Regions from separate parts of the Mus musculus genome. Here all the other regions are linked to region 2. A link is a contact called in public promoter capture Hi-C and targeted proximity ligation data. All regions are on one chromosome and are shown on one strand. The core of a region is the stretch at or near the end of the contact, and the rest is flanking DNA. Distances in the headings are between cores, read along the strand shown. Region 1 holds the start of Tjp2 (tight junction protein 2). Region 2 holds the start of Ptar1 (protein prenyltransferase alpha subunit repeat containing 1). Region 3 holds the start of 2410080I02Rik (a long non-coding RNA gene).

Region 1 (3,577 bases), core at 612-3,111, 540 kb after region 2:
GACACACCAGAAGAAGGCACCAGATCCTATTTCAGATGGTTGTGAGCTACCATGTGGTTGCTGGGAATTGAACTCCAGGACCTCTGGAAGAGCAGTCAGTGCTAATACCTCTGGGCCATCTCTCCAGCCCTGTAATTTTTTTTTAAGTGCAGTTTCATTACTTAGTACCAAGGCAATGAGGAATTAAGAGATTTCGGGGAATCTATACTTAGTTAATTCATGCGGGCTGAGTCCACTCCCTAGGTGACTCCATTCCATTGCAGTCTAGACAAAAGAAAACCCTCCTGGCTCTTTATCTTCCTTAATGGAAAGCACACAACAGAATCCTGCAGCTAGCCTACCTTGGCCACTTAGTAATGTTGCATCTATTCTGCCTATTACATTCCTAGTCAGGATTCTCAGCCCCCTGAAGAAAACTGAGGGCATTCGGTGCCGTTTAACTTAACATTTAGGAAGGTTAAAATGCTCAATTTCACGTTCCGTATCATTTTAAGGCACATTTCAAGGCCAGAAACAAAAAAACCTGCAGCCTTATATGTTAGCCAAATATCTTCAAATCTCAATAAAGAGCCAATGGCTCTGGGGGCGGAGTGGGTAGGTCCAGTGTGGCTGTACTGTCTGTCCCCATTTTTAAAATAGCATTCAGATTTAAGGCTGAGTAGGAGTCCGACGTGATTCATTCCTTAGCTGGGCACCGCCACTTTTCTTGGGCCAAAGGTTCCCAAAGGTCAAAGTGCAAATAGATCCCAGGGCTAACAGGTCTAGGGTGCGGCCTGAAACCTGGGTTTTCAAGAGGCCCCCAGGCAATGTCCCAGAATCCCTCTCTCCTTACCAGGAAACTGGTCTTTCAAATGAACTAGGAAAGTCGGGAAACTTTTAGAGGCCAGAGGAGCCTCTGAACAGAACCCGCACACCTGCGGACCTGGGAAGGCGCGGTGGACAACTCAGAGACAGTAGCTCAGAAACCCTCTCGCACACTGCAGCAGCCTGGAAAACACCCTTTTCAAGCTCGGAGAATGCTTGGCATTCGGTGGCCTTTTTCCAACATAAAAATCTCCAACTCGGCTTTGACTGAGAGTCCCATAGAAAAGCCACGGAAAGCAGCCCTGGAGAGCTGACAACGCCCTGTGTTGACAACTCGGCTCGTCCTTTATAAAAGAGTCGAAAGACCCCAAATATATATATACACACACACACAAAGTCGAATTAAATGTTTCACAAAGCGACGGGACTGTTTTCCTGTCGGCGGCGGGGGAGGGGGCAGACTCATGGTCACCAGGATCGCCCCCACCTGCACACAGACACCAGCTTTCCCTCGCTCCGCGCCCGTTCAGGTCACCCACCCCTTAGATACCATCGCTGCCAACAGAAACCCAAAGGCCCTCTGAATCTAGCAGAAGAGACGCTCTGCGGGAGCGAAACAATGTCCCCGCCTGGAAGGACAAGGAGGAGCCAGGCACCTGTAGCAGCGGCGTAAACTCAGATCCCGGGTGACCCTAAGTCAACCCCGGTGATGCGAGGCTGCCCAAGGGTGGGAGATGGAAGTACGCACGCAAAAAGCAGTGCTCAAGAAATCACATCCCAAACCCCACGGGGACAACCGGCGTTCACGCACGCTGCCCCGCGGCGAGCCAAGGCTCCAGAGCAATCTTGTACCCCGGGAGGGACAGAGCCGCAGGTACTCGCCTGGAGAAGGGGGGCGGCGGCAGCCAGCAGAGTCAGCGCGCAGAAAGCGACGGTCCCAGGCGTCGGGCGGCGCAGCGCGGGCAGCGCCTGTCCGGAGGCGGAGTGCCGCGGGCTGCCGCAGCAGGCGGGAGCCAGTGACCTCCGCCACCGGCCGTTCCTGGGTATTGTTGTGACTCAACCTATTTCCTGTTTGGAGGGCTAGAAGAAAGGGGGACAAGTGCCTATCTAGAGTGTGTGTGGTTAGGGGGAGGGTAGATGGGCGGTGGCCATCACCTGCTTCCTCCAGACCCGGAAAAAAAAAAAAAAAGTAGCTCGCGCCACTTTGGGTCGTCCTGTTGGCGGAGGGGGAGGCCTCACCGGCGCCACCCAGCGGTGGGGCAGGGATTGAGCGACGCTTCCGCCTCTTTTCTCAGCAAAACCCCCAAGCTTCGGCTCAAGAGTATAAACATTCGCAGGGTTTATCTAATTCGTGCCCAGATCTGCTTTCAGTCTTTCCGCAGGTGCTGGCGAGGAAAGGTCAGTCACCCCTCAGAAACCACGGGAAGGGTGTTTGTGGGTCACTGTATGTATACGGTAGGGGAGTGGAACGGGTTGATTTTTGTTTGGGGAAGAAGAGAAACGGGTAATGGTATCGGTGAAAGATAAGTTTTAAGATCAATTTCAATCCCCCTCCCCCTCCAACCTCCCTGGTTCTCTGGCTCTGAGGCTCCAATCCGGAAATACCGGTTCCTCTCGGGGGACAATAGGTGAGGGCGGAGCACTAAGCCCAGAGCCTGCTTAGTCACACCGCGGGGAAGGAGGAATGTGCCTAGTGCCCAAGGCTGCACCCGGGGCGCAAGTTCGCCTTCCATTTAACCTAGTCTGGTTAAAAAATCCTAGGAAGAAAAAAAGAAAAGAAAAGAAAAAGAAAAAAAAAAAAATAAAAAGAAAAGCTGGATAGTGGTAGCGTATGCCTTTAATCCCAGCCCTTGGGAGGCATAGGTAGACGGATTTCTGAGTTCGAGGCCAGCCTGATCTACAGAGTGAGTTCGAGGATAGCCAGGCTACACAGAGAAACCCTGTCTCAGGGGGGAAAAAAAATCCTAAGAAGATTCCAGGGTACAGGATAAAAGTTGTGGTGATGGCGAGATGGATAGTGGTGATAGTTGTGCGGTGTGAATGCTCGCACTTGCCCACTGCGTTGCAATTTTAAGTATTTTAGTTTGCTTTTTTAAAAATCCTGTAAAGGATGCTGAGGTTCTATTCCAGGCAACTTCGCGCACGAGCGCCCTCTCCTCCCCACAAAACCCTTTCGCCAGGAGTAACTATGTCAACTGAGACACTCTCTCAAGGAAAAAAAAAAAAGAACAAAAACAACAACAACAAAAACAAAACCCCAACAAGAGAAACCAGGAGTGGTAGCACAGATTTGTAATCCCAGAGCTGGGGAGACAGATCCTTGGATTTACCAGCCCCCGAAAAATGAAAGACCCGGTCTTATAAACCAACATGGACAGATCCTGAGGAACAGGTGTTATCAGACCTGCCAATACACACACACACACACACACACACACACACACACACACACGCCCCAGGCAAAGGAAGATCAAACCTGAAGGCTCAGGCTTTAAGAAAGTATCACTTTAAGAAAAATGAGCACAAGCAAACTGTTAAGCAAATAAAAGCATACCAATTGTGCCTCCATTTACTAAGAAAGGAAAAACACCTACCCATGAATTTGCTTTTTCTTTTTTTGAGTTGAGGTCTTAGTTACTATGGCCCTAATGGCCCTTCCATGCAATCCTGCTGGTTCCAATTTTGGGGTAATCCTCCTGCCTCAGCCTCCCAAGTACTGGAATAATGGGGTGAACACTGCTGTTGTGTTTTTAAAAAAGAGAGAGAGACAGAG
Region 2 (3,712 bases), core at 403-2,902:
TGTTAACCTTCTTGAGTTCTGTAGATTGTATTCTGGGTATTCTATATGTTTTTTGGCTAATAACCACTTATTAGTGAGTATATACCATGCATATCCTTCTGGGCCTGAGTTACCTCACTCAGAATGATATTTTGTAGTTCCATCCATTTGCCTGCAAACCTCATAATGTCCTTGTTCTTAATAGTTGAGTTGTACTCCATTGTGTAAATGAACATTTTCTGTATCCATTCTTCCATTGTGGGACATCTGGGTTGTTTCCAGCTTCTGGCTCTCACAAATAAGGCTGCTATGAACATAGTGGAGCATGTGCCCCTGTGGCATGGTGGGGCATCTTTTGGGTATATGCCCAAGAGTGGTATAGCTGGGTCTTTAGGTAGACCTATTTCCAATTTTCCGAGGAACCTCCAGTAGCATATTACTTTTTAAAAAAATGTAAAAGATGTGTGTGCGTGTATGTTCCCACAGAAGCCAGAAGAGGATGTTGGATCATCTGGAGCTGGGGTTACAGGTGGTTGTGGTTGCTAAAAACAAGTGTACTTCATTGCTAAGCCATCTCTCCAGCCCCTGGTATCACTCTTCGACAGGACTCTTGAACTTGCTCTTGGTCTAGGGATGCAACACACCCCATTTGTCTCACTGCTTCTCCCAGAGCTTGTCAGAGTCTTTTAGGGTCTTAATCAGGTCTGTTTTGCTTTCCACAAGTTTGTAGACTGTCTCTTGTTTCTTCACCAGGATCAGGACCAACCACAGTTTGCTTTTCAGAGATCCAAGTTTCAAATAGCCCAGCCAAAGATAACCTTGAATGTCACCTCCTGTTTTTACCTCCCAAGATCACAGCCACGCACTACCTTGCCAGGGCCAAAAACCAAAAATTAAAAAGATACAGACTTCAAGCATCAGAGAAGGAGGAAGAGGAGGAGGAGGACGGGGAGGAGGAGGAGGAGGAGGAGGGAGAGGAGGAGGAGGAGGAGGAGGAGGAGGAGGAGGAGACACCATCACCAGTTAGAGGCAGTCAGAACTTTGTACTTAGAAGGGACAAATAAACCTGATATATAAAAATAAAAATTTTAATTACAACACTTTTAAAATCCAAATGGAACAGAGCAATCTTATAATTTGTGGAGCAAGAGAGGTCAGGAACAATTGTCAAAGCCTTTATTTTATTTTATACTCCAAATTAACGTAGTGATCACGAAATGTATCAAAAATGCTAAAAGTACAGAAGTACAGTGGGTTACTTTTGTTTTTAACCTTATCCCCGAGATCTGAAGGGTTCTTTCTCCTGTACTTTCTTTCCTTTGCTTACTACATTACAAGATCTAACTAAACGCGCTACTTTACACTTCATGCATAAAGTAGCACAGGCGTGCAAAAGGAGGTCAGCAACCCGCCTCCTCCCCGGGTGGGCCGGTGAAGCGGGCCTGGTGCAGCCATCCGGAGGTCCCTGGGTAAAGGCCACTCTGGGACACGGCTGCTCGGAGAAGTGCGGGGGAAGCCTCCTTCCTCCACGCCTAGTGAACCAAAACTCCACCAAAAGCCACCGAGCTCGAAGAGCCGGCCCAACCCAGCGGTGCTGCGGCCCTCCCTGACCCGGAAGTGCTCGGCGGCCTCGGCGAGAACGCGCCTGAGCCAGCGCGCGCGCGCGCCCCCGCGGAACTCCCGCCGGCGGCTGGGCTCTGCCGGAGGCGCGCCCGATCGCGGCGGCCGCCAACATGGCCGAGTCGAACGAGGAGGTGGCGGTGCTGGTGCAGAGGGTGGTGAAGGACATCACCAACGCCTTCCGAAGGAACCCGCACATGTGAGTGGCGCGCCCTGCGCCGCCGGGGTCGTCGGGGGCGGCTCGGGGCCGCGCTCTAGTCCACTCGCCGGGGCCGCTCGGGGCCCACGCGCGCTTCCGACAGGCGGAGCGCGGCTGGGACTGTCGCGCCGAGCCGGCTGGCCGTTACCAAGACGCGTGGCGGGGCAGTGCCGGGGAGCGACCTCCGAGAGCCACGTCGGAGCGTGGAGTTTTCTGCCCTGCGCGACGCGTCCCGGGAGTTGTGGCAACTCTTCTCCCCGCCGCCCTCCGCCGGGATGCGCTTGCCCCGCGGGCCACTACCGTGGGTCTCTGTGTCTTGGAGGCGACTCTCGGTTGCATCCAGTGCGTGGCTATAGAGGATTATCCACCCCATCATACTCCCTACAGCCCCCTTTCGGGTTAACTAAAGGTGATTGGAAGCTGCCTTTGACTTTTCGACTCGCTTGTCACAAAATTGCAAAGCGAGTCGGATGTAACAATTTTTGAAGGTGACCTGAGTGGATCTTATAAAGCTGTTGCAAACTGGATACTTTTTTTTTATTAGTAGCGCGTCCGAAGTTACAGACGAGCATCTTAAGGCATTCTTACCTAGCATTGTTGCCTTCTAAAAGTTCACTCCTGAACTGATACATATATTATCTCTTTCTCCTCCCTTTCCATTTTATTTGTTACTCTCTAGGAAGATACTCTTAAGATTGTATTTTTCTTTTCCTGATACTCTCCCTTTAACGAATGGAAAGGAAGCTACTAAAGAGTTACCTACATCAGTATACAAAAGAATAAGAAGCCAGAATGTAGCCCATTCCTGGGGAAACAAACATGAAGTCCGGTTTTGTATTATTTTCTCATTGGTTATACAATTTATTTTTAATATTTTAATTTTTTTTACTAAAACACATGAATTATTTTTACGCATTCTAGCCTCCTTAGCTTTTCCACTAAATGAAAGGCCAAACACTTTAATCAAGTGTTCTTTTCCTCCAAGATGATCTCAGAAAAGAATTTAGAAGTCCTCAGATGGCCTGCTTTCTTCTCTCAATTAAGGACTTAAAACTGTACTTCCTTCAAGACAAAAGACTACTGGCCTCTAAACATACCTGCCAGCCCCGACAGCCCCTAAGTCGTCCTCCTTTCCTCTTTTGACTGCTGACTTTTTTCCCCAATGAGTGTTTGGAGTGATTTCCTGGCAGTAGCCATAGTGGCTGCTGGGCCTTTTAAGGAATGCTTTGATGTCTTGTGTGTCTGTCTTTGAGGCCCTTTTTGAGAATTCCAGCTGCAGAGCAAGTAAAAGACACATCCTTTGGGGGGGGGGGGGAAGCTGGGCAAGTGAGAAGGTTCATTTTTTAATCACTGGTGTCATTTTCTAAAACATTGTAACAAAGGTTAGACATTTAATATCGTGATCACTCCAGTTTCTCATCTTTGAGGTGGACAAAAAATACTATATTTGGCGAAATTATGATTAGTTAGTTCTGGAGGTTGACCCAGTGGAATGTGGATCAGGTCTCTGTTTTTCTGGATCATCAAAAACTCCTAAAGGGCTTCAACTCCTCTCTCTTCATCATAATTTTATTCTGCGGTCTCACTAATATATACTCTGTCAACATAGAATTTATGGCTATTTGTAAGTATTTGGGTCATTTGAATTTATAAAGGTTTGAAAGAAGTGAAGGCTTGAGAGAAGTTGGGCACTTGAAGTAAGTTTCGTAAGCTGTAAACATTGAAATCGCTCAATTCATTGTTTAGTATTTGTCAGCAGCTGTATTTTAGTACATATTCCATACAGTAGGAGTATCTTCTATCCATCTTTTAAAATGTCTTTTGTGTTAGACTTTTCAGAAGTGCCAATATGTCTTTGCTTAATCTAGCCTTTTTAGACTCAAGAAGGCTGTATTTCTAGTTTTAAAAACAGAT
Region 3 (3,710 bases), core at 659-3,158, 550 kb before region 2:
ACCAAGTTGAAGAATTGTTCTGAAAGAAGTGTTAGTTGGTGTCTTAGTCAGGGTTTCTATTCCTTCACAAAACATCATGACCAAGAAGCCAGTTGGGGAGGAAAGGGTTTATTCAGCTTACACTTCCACATTGCTGTTCATCACCAAAGGAAGTCAGGACTGGAACTCAAGTAGGTCAAGAAGCAGGGGCCTATGCAGAGGCCATAGAGGAATGTTACTTACTGGCTTGCTTCCCCCTGCTTTCTTAGCTTGCTCTCTTATAGAACCCAAGACTACCAGTCCAGGAATGGCACCACCCACAAGGGGCTAGGCCCCTCCCCCTCTGATCACTAATGGAGAAAATGCCTTACAGCTGGATCTCATGGAGGCATTTCCTCAAGGGAGGTTCCTTTCTCTGTGATAACTCCAGCCTGTGTCAAGTTGACACACAAAACCAGCCAGTACGGCTGGGAAGTACGGTGCAAGGCTAAGAGTTCAGAAATGGAGGTAGTTTCTGGTGTTGCAAAGGTCTAGGGTACCCAAATAACAATGGAGTGTTTCAGGGTTGAGAATCTCAGATGGGCAATTTGCCTACCTGAATGCTAACCCCACTAACAGTGTTAACAGCTGGGAGGGAAGGCTGTTAAGTGTGTGGGACTTTCAGAGCATGAAGGTGAGCGAAAGTCAGAAGACTTTCACAAGGCGCCGGGTGGAGCTAGCTTAGCCTGGGGGCAAGGTCTAAAGCTGCAGAGGGAGGGAAAGGAAGAGGCAACTCACAGCGAACAACACTAATGCTAACAGGTGCTAAATTCCACTCCAGAGGCCTCATAAACTTCGTCCTCTCCTTGGGGGGCTAAGAGGCCACCCAGGGTAAAGGATTTATTCAGGGTCCTGGGCTGGGAAGGAAACGAGAAACAACCAGACCTTTTATTTCCCTTTCTCTGTTTCCTAAATGCCAACAGTGTTTTGGATATTTAAAAGGACACTTAAAATGCCCTTGTTGTTTCTGCCTTTGAACGACCAGTGCCGCTCAAGGACAGGGCGGTGGTAACCATGGCAGTGAGCAGAGGGTGGTGAAGAGGTGGTTTTTAAAATGGGGTGAACCTCAGACAGGCGGCAAACAGAGCTGGAACCTCTTGTCTTCCTTGGGGCCCTTTGTTCATTCAGCTTAACTGTAAGGAAAAGCTGAATTCTTCCCTGCAGGGAGGCAAGCTTAAAAAGAGAAGGGTTTGCCTCTCTCGAGGTGTGTCCCTGGGAATAGATTTCGGGGGGTGGGGGAGCACTAGGAAAATTTGGGGCAGCTGGCACAAACAGGGCACAAACAGGACAGTCTGGGATGGCAAAGAAACTAGCTGTCTTGCCTCCTGGGTACAGAGTTCTTAGGACCTGTCAGCTGTCTCGCCACCTCTCCCCAGACAGGTGGCCGCTCATGGGGGTGGCCTAGTATTCCAGCCAAAAAGGCTGCCAGGCCCAGCCTTTGCAGGAAGGTTTGGGGTGGGGGGAAGGGTAGAGGAGACAAGAGAAGGAGAGAGCTGACGCACTGCTGGATTAGGAGCTTTAAGAGCCTTCCCTTCCAGGACGAAGACGCGCCCCAAGCGGTCACAGGGCAGGGCAGGGCAGGGCAGGGTAGAACAGGGCAAACTGGAGGAGGCACATGGGCGCAGGAAAAGTCCCATGACTGCAGTGTTTTGCGGCAGGTTTCCCAGCTGCTGTAGGCAGAAGGGAGGCAGTCCCGGGTGATGGGCGAAGGGAGGGAGAGGGAAGAAGAGGGAAGTAAACAGGAGACCACGGAGAGAGCCAGTTCCCGGTGTTCAGAGAACACCAGCCGCCTCCGGTCCCGGTGGGTGGCTGTATGTGTGGAAATGAAACAGGGAGTGGGAGGGAGAGTGAAGAACAAGCATACACTTTTTTTTTTTTTTTTTTTTTTTGCCTGTCATCCACTCACCTCGTCTTCCCGACCCTGCAGCCCACGTCCCTACTGGGGTAGGGGTGGCAGGAGGTGGGAAGGAGATTGCTCGCCAGGCACCCACCCCTAAGTACAAGCAACTGTCGCTGAATCAGAACTGTCTCAGCCGCCTGTCACCTGCGCTCGCTCGGGAGGGGCACATGGCATCAGACTTGGGACTTGCGACGAGAGGGGGTGGAGGACCCAGCAACGGGCCAGAGCGTGGGGTGTCTCCGGGAACTGGGAAAAGCTGGGAGTGACTATCTCCAAACATCTAGGGGGACATCGGGGAGAATGGGTGGGACTAGGGGCTTAAGGGGACTTGGAAGCAGGGGGAGGGGATGACAGAGGGCGGGAGTGTCCTGCAGTGGGAAGCACCGGGGAACGGCGCCGGGGCTGAGGGGCGGCTGCTGCTGCCGCCAGTGCGCGGGGTTATGCGAGGTAACCGAGAGCCTGGAGGAGGAGGGAGGCGGCGTGGGCCGCGGGCCGGGGTGTCTGGCGCTCGTTGGACAAAGAGATGATGAAACGTGAGCGCTATATTTACCAAGGGGGTGGAGACGGGTGGGAGGGGGGTAAAAAGGACAAACTGTTCCACAACAACCACAGGAAACACAGCCCTTCTGACTCACCCAGAGGGCCGCGCCGACCCCAGCGCAGCCTTAGCCTCGAGGCAGAACCATACTCGGGGGGCGCCAGCACCCGGCCGAACCCTGGTGCTCTGGCTGGGGATGCATAGGCTTATAAATGAAAGGGACACCGGGTCGAAATACTGCTTGAGTGTGTGCATAGCTTTTGTGGGGTAGGGGAGGGCAAGGAACGACATTAATTTTTTTTTTCTTTTTAAGCCGGGTGGCTGGGTCATCGTAGGAAAGATGTGGCTGCAGTCGTGGAAAGCACGATTCCTGCAAAGTCATCTCCACTCGCACAGCCTGGCCGGCCAGCCCGCCCCGCCCAGGGACAGCAACACCAGCCACCCCACCTCTCTTTTCCTCCCCCACCCCCGCGCCTTGCACGCAGGGCCCAGAGTTGGGGTGCGGTATGGACTATGTTTAGAAGCTGATGTCATCGCGACACCCTACTCTGCAGTCTTCCCAGAGGGACCGCAGGGCAGGTTTTCCTGATCTTCGAGGATGTGGGGGTGGAAAGTGGCCTGCCTTCTCAGCACACCTCACACCCATGGTACCTCAGGGATTAAAAAAAAAAGAAAGAAAGAAACATCGCTAGAGTTACGAAACAGGGAGGCGCGCTCACGTGGAGCGTGCGAGCCCAGTGGCTAGCGCCCCAGGGGCCAGCAACCCTCCCTCGTGGCTCCACCTCCACCTCAGGTGTGGGGGGGCTAATGTCAAGGTTAGCTCACGTGGGCGCGGGCGCCCGGAGCTCCTTGCACGAGTTTGGGGCGGATTCCTCGTCCCCCAATCTAGGGCAGTTTGTTCAACTGCAGCAAAGAGAGCTTGATGTTCCAGCAGGGAAGGGATTTCTGAGAACTGGGACTGTCCTCAAATGAACCTGCCTCCTCCGGCTGCTGCGGCGGCGGCCGCCTGCGGAAGACTTTTTAAAAGGGCGATGCCAGGCCCAGACGCTCGGCGCGCAAGTGGCTGAACCGCCCGCCACTCTGCGGCCGGAGCCGAGCACCCGCCCCGAGCGCCACGCGGGGCTGCTCTGAGCTCAGGGGGCTGCCGGCTAAACTTATCCTCCTGCATATGCATGAACGGATGGCCTTTCCGCTCCGCAATGGAGAGGCCTGGGGTTTTGCGGTAGGCTGCTTAGTGGAGCAAGAGTAAAGTAG

What was found. Promoter capture Hi-C pulls out the DNA fragments that hold promoters and counts their contacts.
Region 1: a contact with region 2 is called in a promoter capture Hi-C map of second pharyngeal arch cranial neural crest. A contact is called at or near these places in 3 of 39 promoter capture datasets (the 3T3-L1 cell line, cranial neural crest and second pharyngeal arch cranial neural crest) and 1 of 130 datasets of targeted methods (epiblast stem cells).
Region 3: a targeted proximity ligation map of extraembryonic endoderm stem cells shows a contact between it and region 2. A contact is called at or near these places in 5 of 484 Hi-C or Micro-C datasets (CD4 T cells, CD8 T cells, Th2 cells and 2 more) and 4 of 130 datasets of targeted methods (astrocytes, extraembryonic endoderm stem cells, large pre-B cells and 1 more).

Annotation. Positions count from the first base shown.
Region 1 is chr19:24,223,165-24,226,741 of GRCm38.p6, forward strand. Tjp2 (tight junction protein 2) reads right to left here and starts at 1,862. Exons shown (of 24, transcript NM_001376368.1): 1 at 1,687-1,862.
Region 2 is chr19:23,685,748-23,689,459 of GRCm38.p6, forward strand. It overlaps Ptar1 (protein prenyltransferase alpha subunit repeat containing 1), which reads left to right and starts at 1,653. Exons shown (of 7, transcript NM_028208.1): 1 at 1,653-1,798. The coding sequence starts at 1,713.
Region 3 is chr19:23,132,590-23,136,299 of GRCm38.p6, forward strand. It overlaps 2410080I02Rik (a long non-coding RNA gene), which reads left to right and starts at 1,909. Exons shown (of 2, transcript XR_386610.3): 1 at 1,909-2,365; 2 at 2,770-3,710.